Linked DNA regions of Ovis aries: regions 2 and 3 are each linked to region 1. A link is a contact called in public Hi-C data. All regions are on one chromosome and are shown on one strand. The core of a region is the stretch at or near the end of the contact, and the rest is flanking DNA. Distances in the headings are between cores, read along the strand shown.

Region 1 (3,688 bases), core at 180-2,679:
ACTCAGCACAACCAAAAATAAAATTAAAGTAAATAAATAAAATCATTAAAATAAATAATTAACCCTTAAGTTATTAGAGGAAATACTCATAGGACGTAACCAGTGGCAAAACACTCGTTATGAAAACTGAAGCAAATGAGTTGACAGATTCCCGAGAAAAGCCAAGTGACATCATTTGTCAGAATAAATGCTGGACGATACAACACCAGTCCAAACCTGAAATCTGTAAATTAAGATGGTGATCCTACCAAGCAAGTTTTGGAATGGATGGAAAATTTCTCGAGGTGCCAGAAGAGCATTTTCACCAGTCTCCCCTGCCCCCAAAGGAGTGGCTGAAAATGTAACTACTGTGAGAATAAAAATGGGAAAATATACCCACAGGAAGTGGCTCTGACTTGGAAAAGCCACCACGAGAAAACAAACCACAGACTGATGTCCAATGGCCTCCCCAAAAAACACAAGGGGGCGGGGGCAGAGTTAAGGCACCTAAATTTTTTTTTTAATCCAAGTGACTTTGGCCTTTTACAATATTTTACACAATTTTTTAAAAGAGGATTTCAAGCATGTGGGAAACAGGCAAATTGTTTCAAAAACCCTGCGTGGCAAATTCAGTTTGCAAGTGTCCTTCAGATGTTTGCCAAGGATAATAAAGCCGACTGTTGGCGGTGTCCGGTCCTTCTTCCTCCCTGACGCTCGCTGGAACCCCGAGGACCGCGCAGAGTCACAAACAAGTGGTCTGCAGGAAAGGGGCGTGGCATCTCCATCGCTCGAAAACAGCTCGGCTCGCGCTTGGCAGATTTTCGAGAACCGTGATTGCCTCTTCCACGTGGAATCATTCTCTTCGCCATATTCACAGAATTTCTCCAATCGTCTACTATTTCAGTGACAGTCAGGACATAAACACGTGTCCTGCGCCGCATTTATGGCACAAGATCTCGTGTTCAAAACCGTGGCCCCGATGTCCCCTTTAGCAACAGCACTCGAATGGTAGCGGCCATCGTATTCTTCAAAAAGGTTAACAACTTGGCGTCTTGGTGCAGATCACCTCTGCCTAGGCGTCTCCCTCATTTTCCTTTGACGCCAACCTCTTCGTAAACCTGCCTTCTGACCGCATGGCCAGGTTCTCGCTGCGGCGTGATCCCTCCCTCCCAGCCGCTAGGTCTCCGGCGTGGCTGCGGGGGCAGGTCCGCCGCTCGCTGCTGTTCCGGCCGCAGCCCGACGGGGGGCGATAGCGAGTCGGGGGCGCAGGTGGCGCGCGCGGAGGGCGGCCAGGCGCGTCTCTGGGGTGTGCTGGGGCCGGCCGGGCGCTCGTTGCCGTCCAGCTAGCCAGGGTCGCAGCCGGCCCCGCACCCTGCCCTCCCCATGCCCAGCGACATCCGTGCCAGGGTAGAACAAGGCTCGGCGTCAGGGGCGGCGATACCAGGGACTCGGCCTATTGCGCAGCAGCGCCGCGCACCGGAAATCTCTGAATATTGCATAGATCCTTCCTTGGTACGCGAGACGATCGACTCAACATCAAGCTTTGGTTTTGTTTAAAAAGGAAAAAAAAAAAAAAAGGCTTTGGGGATTATTTTTGCTTGTTGAAAATCCATACCGATAAAATGATGTACTGAGAGTAGCCCTGATTTGGGATGTGTGATTGGCAAACAGAAAATGAAAGAATAGAATAATAAGAGGTTAAGAATATTCGAATGTACTTCTCTGAAAAAAAAAAAAAAGAAAACCTTGGGGAGTCGGGAGGCGGGGGTGGAGGGCAGGCCCGCTCATGGGATTCTTCGGGTCGCAGATAAGGTTAAGCTCTCAGAAAGCGAATCTGGCAAAGGGATCCGTGTTCTTCATTTTTATGTGCCCCCACCCCTCTGGGTCAGAAGAAGGCTAGTTATGCCGCAGGAACAATCAGTCCTTGAAATCTCAATGGCTTAAATCAGTGGAATCTTTTCCTTGGGGGCTAGGGGACCCTTTTATCCGGTAGTGCTCGCCAGCCTCCTGGATGCAGGCTGAAGCCACCGAGGCTCCACCTGATCACTCAGCAACCTGGCAGGGACACTGTACATCACTCTCCAGCTCTTAAAACTATTGCCAGAAAGTGGTGTGTCACTTTTGCTCCCATTCTCATTGGCCAAAGCAAATCCCATGCTCACACCTAACCCCAAAGGTGTGGGAAAATAAAACTTCAGCAGGGGCAGGAACAAGGATAATGGGAGAGCTCTAAAGTAGTCCTGATGGCCCTCACATCCTCCAATTACTGTGCTGAGCCAACTTCTTCTTTTTTTTTTTCAATTTATTTTATTGAAGTATTTCAGTACTTCATGATTTACGATGTGTTCATTTTTGCGGTACAGCAAAGTGATTCCGTTATTCATGTATATATGCATCCTTTTTCGTATTCTTTTCCATTATGGTTTATCACAGAATATTGAATATAGTTCCCTGTGCTCTATATATACAGCGGGTTGTTCTTTATCCATTCTATATTTAATAGTTTGTATCTACTAATCCCAAACTCGCAATCCATGCCTCCCTCGTCTCCCTGCCCCCTTGGCAACCACAAGTCTGTTCTCTCTGTAAGTCTGTTTCAGTTCCAAAGATAAGTTCATTTGCATCATATTTTAGATTCCACATATAATTGATATCATATGGTATTTGTCTTTCTCTTTCTTACTTCACTTAGTAGAATAATCTCTAGGTCCATCCATGTTGCTGCAAATGTTCATCTGTCGATGGACATTTAGGCTATTTCCATGTCTTGACTGTTGTAATTAGTGCTGCTATGAACAGAGGGGTGCATGTGTCTTTTTGAATTACAGTTTTGTCTGGATATATGCCCTGGAGTGAGATTGCTGGATCGTATGGCAACTCTATTTCTAGTTTTTTAAGGAACCTTCACACCATTTCCCATAGTGGCTGCATCCATTTATATTCCCACCAACAGTGTAGGAGGGTTCCCTTTTCTCCACACCCACCTCCATCATTTATTACTTGCAGACTTTCTGATGGTGGCCACTCTGACCCGTGGGAGGTGGCACCTCACTGTAGTTTTGATCTGCATTTCTCTAACAGTTTATCTGGGGCTTCCCAGGGATCTTGCCTGCCAATGCAGAGGATGCAAGACACACTGGTTTGATCCCTGGGTCAGGAAGAAATCCCCCGGAGTAGGAAATGGCAACCCACTTCAGTATTCTTGCCTGGAAAATTCCATGAACAGAAGAGCTGGCAGCCTACAGTCCCATGGGGTCTCAAAGAGCTGGACACGACTGAGTGATGGAGAACACATACACACAGTAGTTTATCTAACTTCTCTGGGAAGGTCTGAGGGAATAAACAAGCCTGAGAAAGGGAAAGAGGGAAGATAATTGGAAAGAGGTCACATTTGTCACTGTTTTTCTATTGTAGCTCCCCTTAAAAGGACAGAGGCCACAGCCTGGCAGAAGTTGGCATCACTGCCCCAGCTCAGCACAAGTATGAGTTGGCTTAGGTACAGAGAATGCACCTGCCTGGTGTGTTCCCTACACACTTAGCTACCAACCATCTCCTGGCCACTGAAAAACCAAAAAGCTTCTGTAGAAAGGTCAGAACAGCGGGAAAGAGACTAAAGACAAAGTATTAATGGTCTCACAATTTTCATATATTTGTTCAAAGACTTGCCCGCTTCCACCCATCTCCTTCCACCCCCAATTCCATTTCTGTC
Region 2 (3,589 bases), core at 823-3,322, 33 kb after region 1:
CTGTAATGTTATCGCAGCCATAAAAAATGAATACATCTTTATTCCAGCATGCCTAGCAGATGCCTTTCTCACCTCAGAGCTCCTCAGGCCTGGGCACCTTAGTTTCTGACAGTTGAACACAAAGCCTGAAAAAGGACTCACAAGAGCTGCTGAAAGAACCAACAAATGGGTTAATGCTTACCATCTTCATCCAGCTGTCTGTGTTCTGCACCCTGAGAACACACACACACTCATATCCACATAGCTCACCTGTCCAACCACCTCCACCACCCCCAGGAGGGCAATGCTATACTCACACAGAAGCCCACTTTGGGCTGGACAGAAAATAGCTATTTCTTAAGAGCACGTGGACTTTAAGAGGGGAGGGGGATCTCGCCCAAGGTAATAACTGGACAAATTAGCAGGCTGGTAGGGATGAGAAAGAGAAATTTTGACGTGGTTGACTTGAAACCACAAGAATTGGGGTTGTACCACAGGACATGTAAAAATCTCCTTCTGCAACAAAGCAATAATGAAAGCAAGAGACAGCCCTGATCGGAACCACATCCCCAGCCCTCTCCACCTCCGTCTCTCCGCCACAGACAAACGACTGGGAAATTTGTACTCAGTGACACCAAAAACGGTCCACTTTATATCATTTAGGGAGAAAAGTGGATTCCAGCTAGTGTGAACAATGAGATCCCATTCTGCTGAAAAGAAAATATTTAAATACACGTCTATGAAAGTGAAAGTGAAGTCCTCAGTCTTTGTGACCCCGTGGACTGTAGCCTACCAAGCTCCTCTGTCCATGGGATTCTCCAGGCAAGAATACTGGAGTGGGTTGCCATTTACTACATATATATATAACGTACAAAGGAGCATAGGTACGTGTGTTTATTAGGCATAGGACAGAGTCTCGAAGAAGATCCGTGAAGAGGTTAACGGTTGGATGGATATTATAGACAGTTTCTTTTCTTACTTAAAAAAAAATTGCAAGAACAAGGCTGTTGGTGTTCTTTTTAAAAAATAAAGTTTAAATAATTCAAAATAAAATGAAATGGCGCGGTTTGTGTGGCAGGGGTACTCTGTGCCCTCTCCAGGACAGCTGAAGTCTCCCTCTCCCTCCCCAAATAGGAAGCTGGGCTGTGGTCTCCCCGTTAGCAATGGCGGAACCATTAGAGGAACTGTAGGCGGCAGAAGGATGACGCGGCCAGGGGGCCTGGGAATCAGAAAACAGAGACCTGACCGCGAGGGCGGCTTTTGCCGAGTGACCCAAGGATGACCTGCTTCGGGCCCAATCTGGTATGTAGGAAGCCTGTAGTCACCCCGCGGCCTCTCCTCCCTGGACCGCCCCCCTACCCCCAACCACCGCCACATCTTGCTCGCTGCGTCTTCACCCGACCTCCCTCCTGGTGAAGGCAGGTGCCCGCCCAAGACCCCGGCCGAAAACAAATCCAAGGGATCACCCCGACCTTCCTCGGCCCCATTCACCGTCTCCCCCCACCCTTTCCTGCGGTGGCGTTTTTGTTTTAATTCATCTGAACTGGTTACAAAACCACACTCCCACGAATACATAAATAATGGATAAGGGCGGGGGGAGCAGTGTTTTAAAGAAATTCCCGCAGGGCCTGGCAAGGCAACAGCAAATGCATTTCTGCTGTATCATATTTAACTGTTTGCAAACTTCTGCTGGGAAGCTGAGCAGCGGCTGTAGAAATTCCACCCCCCTTCACCGCCCAGGGCCCAGGAGTGACTTGTAAGGGAGGGTTAAGAGGGAGAGATAGTCAGCGGTCCGGGGCCAGGAAGATGGAGGGGAGAATGAGAAAGTGTTTGTAAGATTGCACTGTCCACAACCAGGCTTCCCGTAGGCCAAGCATCTCCTTCCCGGGCTTCGGGGCCGCGGCTCCCCGAGCCAGGCTAGGCCCCTTTAAGAGCCAGCGCGCGCCCCGGCCCCGCGTGCGCTCACTTTCCCTAGCAACCGCCCCGGGGGAGGAGGAGGTCCTGGCAACGGCGCACCAGCCCGGAGGGTCACGTGACGGCCCGCAGCTGGAACGCGAGCGCGCGCCCTGCCGCGCGCCCGCCCGCCGAGCCTGAGCGCTGCGGCGCGTGCGCGAGCGGTGCAGCACCGGCCGCGGGAGCAGGGAGTATTATGGGCTGTGGGTGCCGCTGAGCAAGATGGAGCTGTCTGCAGTGGGCGAGCGGGTCTTCGCGGCCGAATCTATCATCAAACGGCGGATCCGAAAGGTGAGCCGCCTCCCAGGGCGGGACGCTTCGCCCCGCAGCCGAGGCCCGAGTCTGTGGGCCAGCTAGGCGAAGCGGTCCCGCTAACCTGGGCTCTCTCGCCCACCCCCGCGCCGTCGCCTCCTCGCGTCCCCGCATCTTCCCCACCCCCACTCTCCCCTTTTTTTCCTTCTCTTTTTCAGGGACGCATCGAGTACCTGGTGAAATGGAAGGGGTGGGCCATCAAGTGAGTGTCACGGGATCCAGGAGCGAGGGGGGAAGGGAAGCAGCGGACATCGGGGCCTTTTTTTTTTTTTTACCTTGGGGGGTGCGCACATTTGCTCCCTCGCATGTGCCTCTGCTTCTCTTGTTTTGTTTTTTATTTTGTGCATGTGTAACTCGGCAGGTACAGCACTTGGGAGCCCGAAGAGAACATCCTAGACTCGCGGCTCATTGCAGCCTTCGAACAGAAGTGAGTTTGGGAAGCTGGCAGGGGCGGCGGGGCCGAGGCTCGGCTGGGGCGCAGCGCGGGGAAGCGGGAGGGCCAGGGAAGGCAGCGCGGAGTGGGGCCCGGGAAGGGGCTCATTTTTAACCTCGGGTGTTTCTCTGCCGCAGGGAGCGGGAGCGTGAGCTGTATGGACCCAAGAAGAGGGGACCCAAACCCAAAACTTTCCTCCTGAAGGTAACCTGGCCCAGCCCCAACAGCCCCCTCTCGGGCCCCTAGCCCGGGCGCAACACGGGGCCTGCAGGGGAGGGACAGATCCGCGGCCGCCCTTGCGGGCGGGCCTTTCGAGAGGGGGCCCCTGCTGGGCAGGGGGTGGTTGTGAGACCCCGACGAGCCCCTGGCAGGCGGCCCTGGCCAGCTCTGGCTTCTCAGCAAGAGGGGCCTGGGAATGGGGACGCGGAGGGAGGATGAGCCTTGCTCACAAAACCAGGGTCTGGGGAGGCCCGCAGGAAGAGGGTGGATGAGGCAGGTGGGGGCCATCCACCTGCGGGGGTGGCAGGGAGGTGGCCTCTGCACTTGAGAGCTCTGCTCTCCCCCACCCTTGAGCTGGTGGGGCTCTACCTGGAATTCATGTCCAGAGCAGGAGTGAACGTGATCTCCCTCATGGTGCGGAACAGGGAGAGGCTTTTGGGGTGGGAGGCTGCCTCCGTGTCTCCAGCTTGCCTCTTCTCAGGATTTATTCTGCATGCCTTCCCTTCCGACAGGAGGATCGAACTTAAATTTGACCTTAAGTCACTTCACTTTGAGTTTTATCACCCAGGCTGGGCTACTGGTTTTCAGTTATCCCCACTTCTGGCTGTGTCTGGAGGTTCTAATGAGGATGGAGGGGGAGAGAGTAAAAGCATGGCACGTTGGCCTTGGCAAGGGAGGGAGACTTAGCTCCAG
Region 3 (3,882 bases), core at 907-3,406, 54 kb before region 1:
TGTCCCTCATCTTCTGCGCTGCAGGCAGATTCTTTAGGGCTTGAACCATCCAGGAAGCCCCATCACTGCTATATCTGCATTCTTTTATTTATCTAGGCCCCACCAAACTGCTTGCCGGATGTTAGTTTTCCATGCCCCCTGCCCTGGGAGCACTGAGTCTTTACCACTGGCCTGCCAGGGATGTCCCTATAACTGCATTTTTGATAAAAACTGGACACACTGCGAAAGGAATTTTCCTAGTATCTGACATAACACAGTCTGAGAACGAATGAATGGCAGTTGTGATTATATCCCCCGGTCACAACTTTGGGAAAACGACTTGTGCAAGGATCCTGAAACTTCGACAGTTTGCCCATCCACTCCCTGCTCCCGGGCTTTTCCTCCCTTGGCGGGACACACTTGAATCTGTGCTGCCCGCACTGCAATTCTAAGGCACCAAATAAATGCGATGAGTTTCCTGGGGCCCGTACCTGGTTATGAAAGACCCCCCAGTCGAAGGAGACAGGTGAGCGGTGTTTCCATGTTTTCACCCGGTAGCAGATGTAGGAGCAGTTCCGCCCATAGGCATAGAGTAGGTTGTGAAACTGGAAGTAGAAGGTTTCAGGATCTAACCTCGCCACGTGGTCGCTGGAGATAAAAAGAGAAAAGAGAAAATGCAGAAAGCGCCCCCTTCCACCTCTACCTGGGCATTCCTCCCAGCTGGTGTCTCCTGAGTGCAACACCCTGGCCACTCTTGGTGCTCAGCTTCCCAGCAGCCCTCCTGGGCCTTGGGAATTTCCTGCTGCCTTTGCAGGCAGGAAGGAAGACTGGGGAAGAGGAGAGGATGCTGGGTCAGCAGGGTGGGTGACGCCTCCCCCTGGGGCCCAGGCTCTGCTCTTTCCTATAGCACCCTAATCCCCACTCCAGTTTTCCTGCCTACCATTAGTAAAACAGTAAAAAAGTAATAAAAACCTCCGCACTACAAAATAATAGCCTTTGTCATTTCAGTTCCATTCATCCCTGACTTTTCACTTGTGCATTTGTTTGCTTGTGCAAATTTTTGTTGGAGTAAAGTTATTTCATAACATGGTGCTAGTTTCTATGGTCCGGCAGAGTGAATCAGCCGTGCACAAGCGTGCATCCCCGCTCTTTGGGATTTCCTTCCCATTGAAGTTGTCACAGAGCACCCAGTGGAGTTCCCTGAGCTGTAGAGTAGGTTCTCCTTAGTTATCTATTTCATACATGGTATCAATAGTTGTTCCAGTTTTTTAACACCTAAACTCACCAGCTCAGGCTACTGTTTCAAGTGCTCTCTGTATCTGAACTCATCGACTCCTCCCCCAAAATCCACGGGAGCCAAGCCCGTTTTATAGAGGAAGCAGGGATACCGAGGGGGCAAGTGGCCCGCCCAAGTCACACAGCAGTAAGTGATGGAGCTGGGCCAGACCAGGCCATTTCCCGCTGTGCCATCTGTGACCTTGCAGCCGTGTGAAGTCTTGGATGTGGCTTTCTTTCCTTCTCACTTTTAAAACAGGAGCACTTCCTCTGATCTTTCCTCGATTCTAGGCTCGTGGTACAGGTATAAACGTGAAGCGTGGTCACCTAAGGTGTGGCCAGGTTGTAAACCATTTAATGGATTTATTTAAACCAATGGTTGTAAATAAAACCATTTATTTTTCTGCTCAGAGCTGAGGTATCCTTGGAAGAAGGGATGTCTCTACTTGCCTCAGAAAAGTATTCTCACACTGTGCTTACAGTGGTCTAAACAGTAGAGAAAATGGATCGGAGTGCTGTAAACACAATCCACCAGCTGCTTCAGCCATCCTTTGGCCAAATTCTAAGTGTTCATAGAGGGTGCAGCCCAGCACAGGCGGGAAGAGAATTCGCCCGACAGCATTTCAGATTGGGAGCTGGGCCAGAGGACCCTCAGAGAGGCGTGGAGGTGTGGGAGGGGCCGGTTCGAAGCAAGAGTGGGCGCCCCATCCCCGGAACAGGGCAGACTCCAAGTGGGAGAGGGTCCTTTCAGAAAAGGTGCCAGAGGGGGGAAAAAGAACGGGGCTGGAGCTGCAGAGACTTCAGGGAGAAGGAGGCTGAGGGACAAGACACAGCCCTAGAGACCTCGGGAGAGGGGGCCCAGTAGACAGAGCGGGCGGGCAGCAGTACCTGATCCAGGGCATCTGGCTGTAGCCTCGGCAGGCTGGTTGCAGCCCTGGCCTTTGTCTTGAGTGCGGGGGCTCCACTTCCTCTCTCAGGACTCTCGGATAGAAAAACCCCTTATCTGTGAGTGACCTCCCAGGCCGGCTCTGCGGAAGCCCGCCCTCCTTCCTGCTTTGGCACCGGGGGTGGGAGGAGGGCCCCGGGTGGGAGGGCCCCCGGGGTGCTTTGCTTCCTCAGGCTCAGATCCACCTTCCCCTGGGCCCTCCCTCTTGGCTGAGCTCAGCTTCTGATGGGGCCAGGCCCCTCCATGGGGTAGGACCTGACGTTACTGCAAAGGGAAAGAGAAAGTAAAGATGCCCAAGAGGGGGATGGGCCAGATCCTGGCTGAAGAGAGCAGACCTCGGCCCCGCTCCCACCGGGGGAGGGCAGGCTGGATCCCTCTCCACCCTACGCCCTCACCCAGCCCAAATCTGCGCCTCGCTCTACATCTGCCTGTTGAATGAATGGACGCCATGAGGGAGTGTGGCCCTTATGAGGAAGGAGACTGGTGGGCTCCAGGTTGGAAATTTACAATAAGCCACCCTTCTGGTTGCATTTCCTGAGATAAGAGATAGGTGGGTTCCAGTTAAGGAATTTACAGGGTCAATAGCCAGTCTTTGACTCCTCCCTCAAGGGGATAATCACGACAAGGACAATGAAAGGGAAAAAACCCTGTCTGACAGAGGAGACCCTACAAACACAGAAACTCTCCTTGGAGTCAAGAAAGAAAGTAGAAAAGTATTTAGTTGCCTGACTCTTAGCGACCCCATGGACTGTAGCCCGCCAGGCTCCTCGGTCCTTGGAATTCTCCAGGCAAGAATACTGGAGGGGGTTGTCATTTCCTTTGCCAGGAGATCTTCCCGACCCAGGGCCACCAGGGAAGCCTTGGAATCAAAAGTCAGAGGATAATTCCAGGCCATGATGAGTCTTGCTCCTCCCAGAAGCCTTCACTTCAAGATCCAACTTGGCTAGGGTGGGCGTGTGCACCCCAGGGGAGGGTTCTAAGACAAATTAACCAGGGAGGACAAAGTAAGGTGATTGGCTTGAGGGAAGACATAGACCTGGAAAACTGCCCTTTTATGAAGGATTTATTATAAAGGATTTAAACTTCCCAAAGTTGCTAATTTCTCTGAGCTCACCCCCGTGCCTTTCTGAATGTACTTTTTCTTTTCAATAACCTTTTTACTTTACTCTTTACCCTCTGCCTCCTTGCCTGAATTCATTCTTGATTAGGCAGGCAAGACTAGGAACCTTAGTCTTACCTGCTGACTCCTGTGGTCCAGGGGTTAGGACTCCTGGTCTGGGAAATGAAGATCTTGCTTCCAGTTGCCGGGTGCTGCCGTTTGCTCCTGACCGCATCCAAAATCATTCCCACCTCCAAGTTCCAGCCTGCTTGGTGTTCGGGCTATACAGAGAAGAACAAACCTGACTCCAGGTTGAATCTGTTCCTTTAGCTTGAACCCTTGAGCTCTGCAGCCTGCACTCAGTCACGCTGGTTCTGCAGCCTTTTAAACCAATGTTGCTTGGAATTTCCCATGGATTCAGGTTCTGTGTCCCACTCTAAAGCAGGAGTGGTGGACGCTGGCCCCAGACTAACCACATGATTTTTTGTAAATAACACTTTGTTGGCACTTTTGAAAAGGGGGAAGTCAAGGAGTTCCCTGGTGGTCTAGCGGTTGGGATTTGGCGTTTTCACCACCACGGTAG

The links. Hi-C and Micro-C count contacts between places; a contact is called where the count stands out from the background.
Region 2: a Hi-C map of hypothalamus shows a contact between it and region 1, with 1.9 times the contacts expected there. The contact joins the promoter of CBX6 here to the enhancer-like site in region 1. A contact is called at or near these places in 3 of 16 Hi-C or Micro-C datasets (blood, hypothalamus and tail adipose tissue).
Region 3: a contact with region 1 is called in a Hi-C map of hypothalamus, with 1.7 times the contacts expected there. The contact joins the promoter of APOBEC3F here to the enhancer-like site in region 1. A contact is called at or near these places in 7 of 16 Hi-C or Micro-C datasets (blood, hypothalamus, retroperitoneal adipose tissue and 1 more).

The regions. Positions count from the first base shown.
Region 1 is chr3:216,323,977-216,327,664 of ARS-UI_Ramb_v3.0, reverse strand. No RefSeq gene overlaps it. Among named protein-coding and RNA genes, the nearest start is that of APOBEC3A, 28 kb to the left of the region's middle. Within about 2 kb of position 1,429, at least 12 of the 54 cell types and tissues checked have an H3K27ac peak or open chromatin away from gene starts, as enhancers often do. A contact at or near this core is called in hypothalamus, where this site is marked.
Region 2 is chr3:216,291,282-216,294,870 of ARS-UI_Ramb_v3.0, reverse strand. CBX6 (chromobox 6) reads left to right here and starts at 2,072. Exons shown (of 5, transcript XM_027968120.2): 1 at 2,072-2,223; 2 at 2,403-2,446; 3 at 2,606-2,671; 4 at 2,815-2,881. The coding sequence starts at 2,155.
Region 3 is chr3:216,378,426-216,382,307 of ARS-UI_Ramb_v3.0, reverse strand. APOBEC3F (apolipoprotein B mRNA editing enzyme, catalytic polypeptide-like 3F) reads right to left here and starts at 2,156. Exons shown (of 8, transcript NM_001093784.1): 1 at 2,143-2,156; 2 at 471-627. The coding sequence starts at 2,156.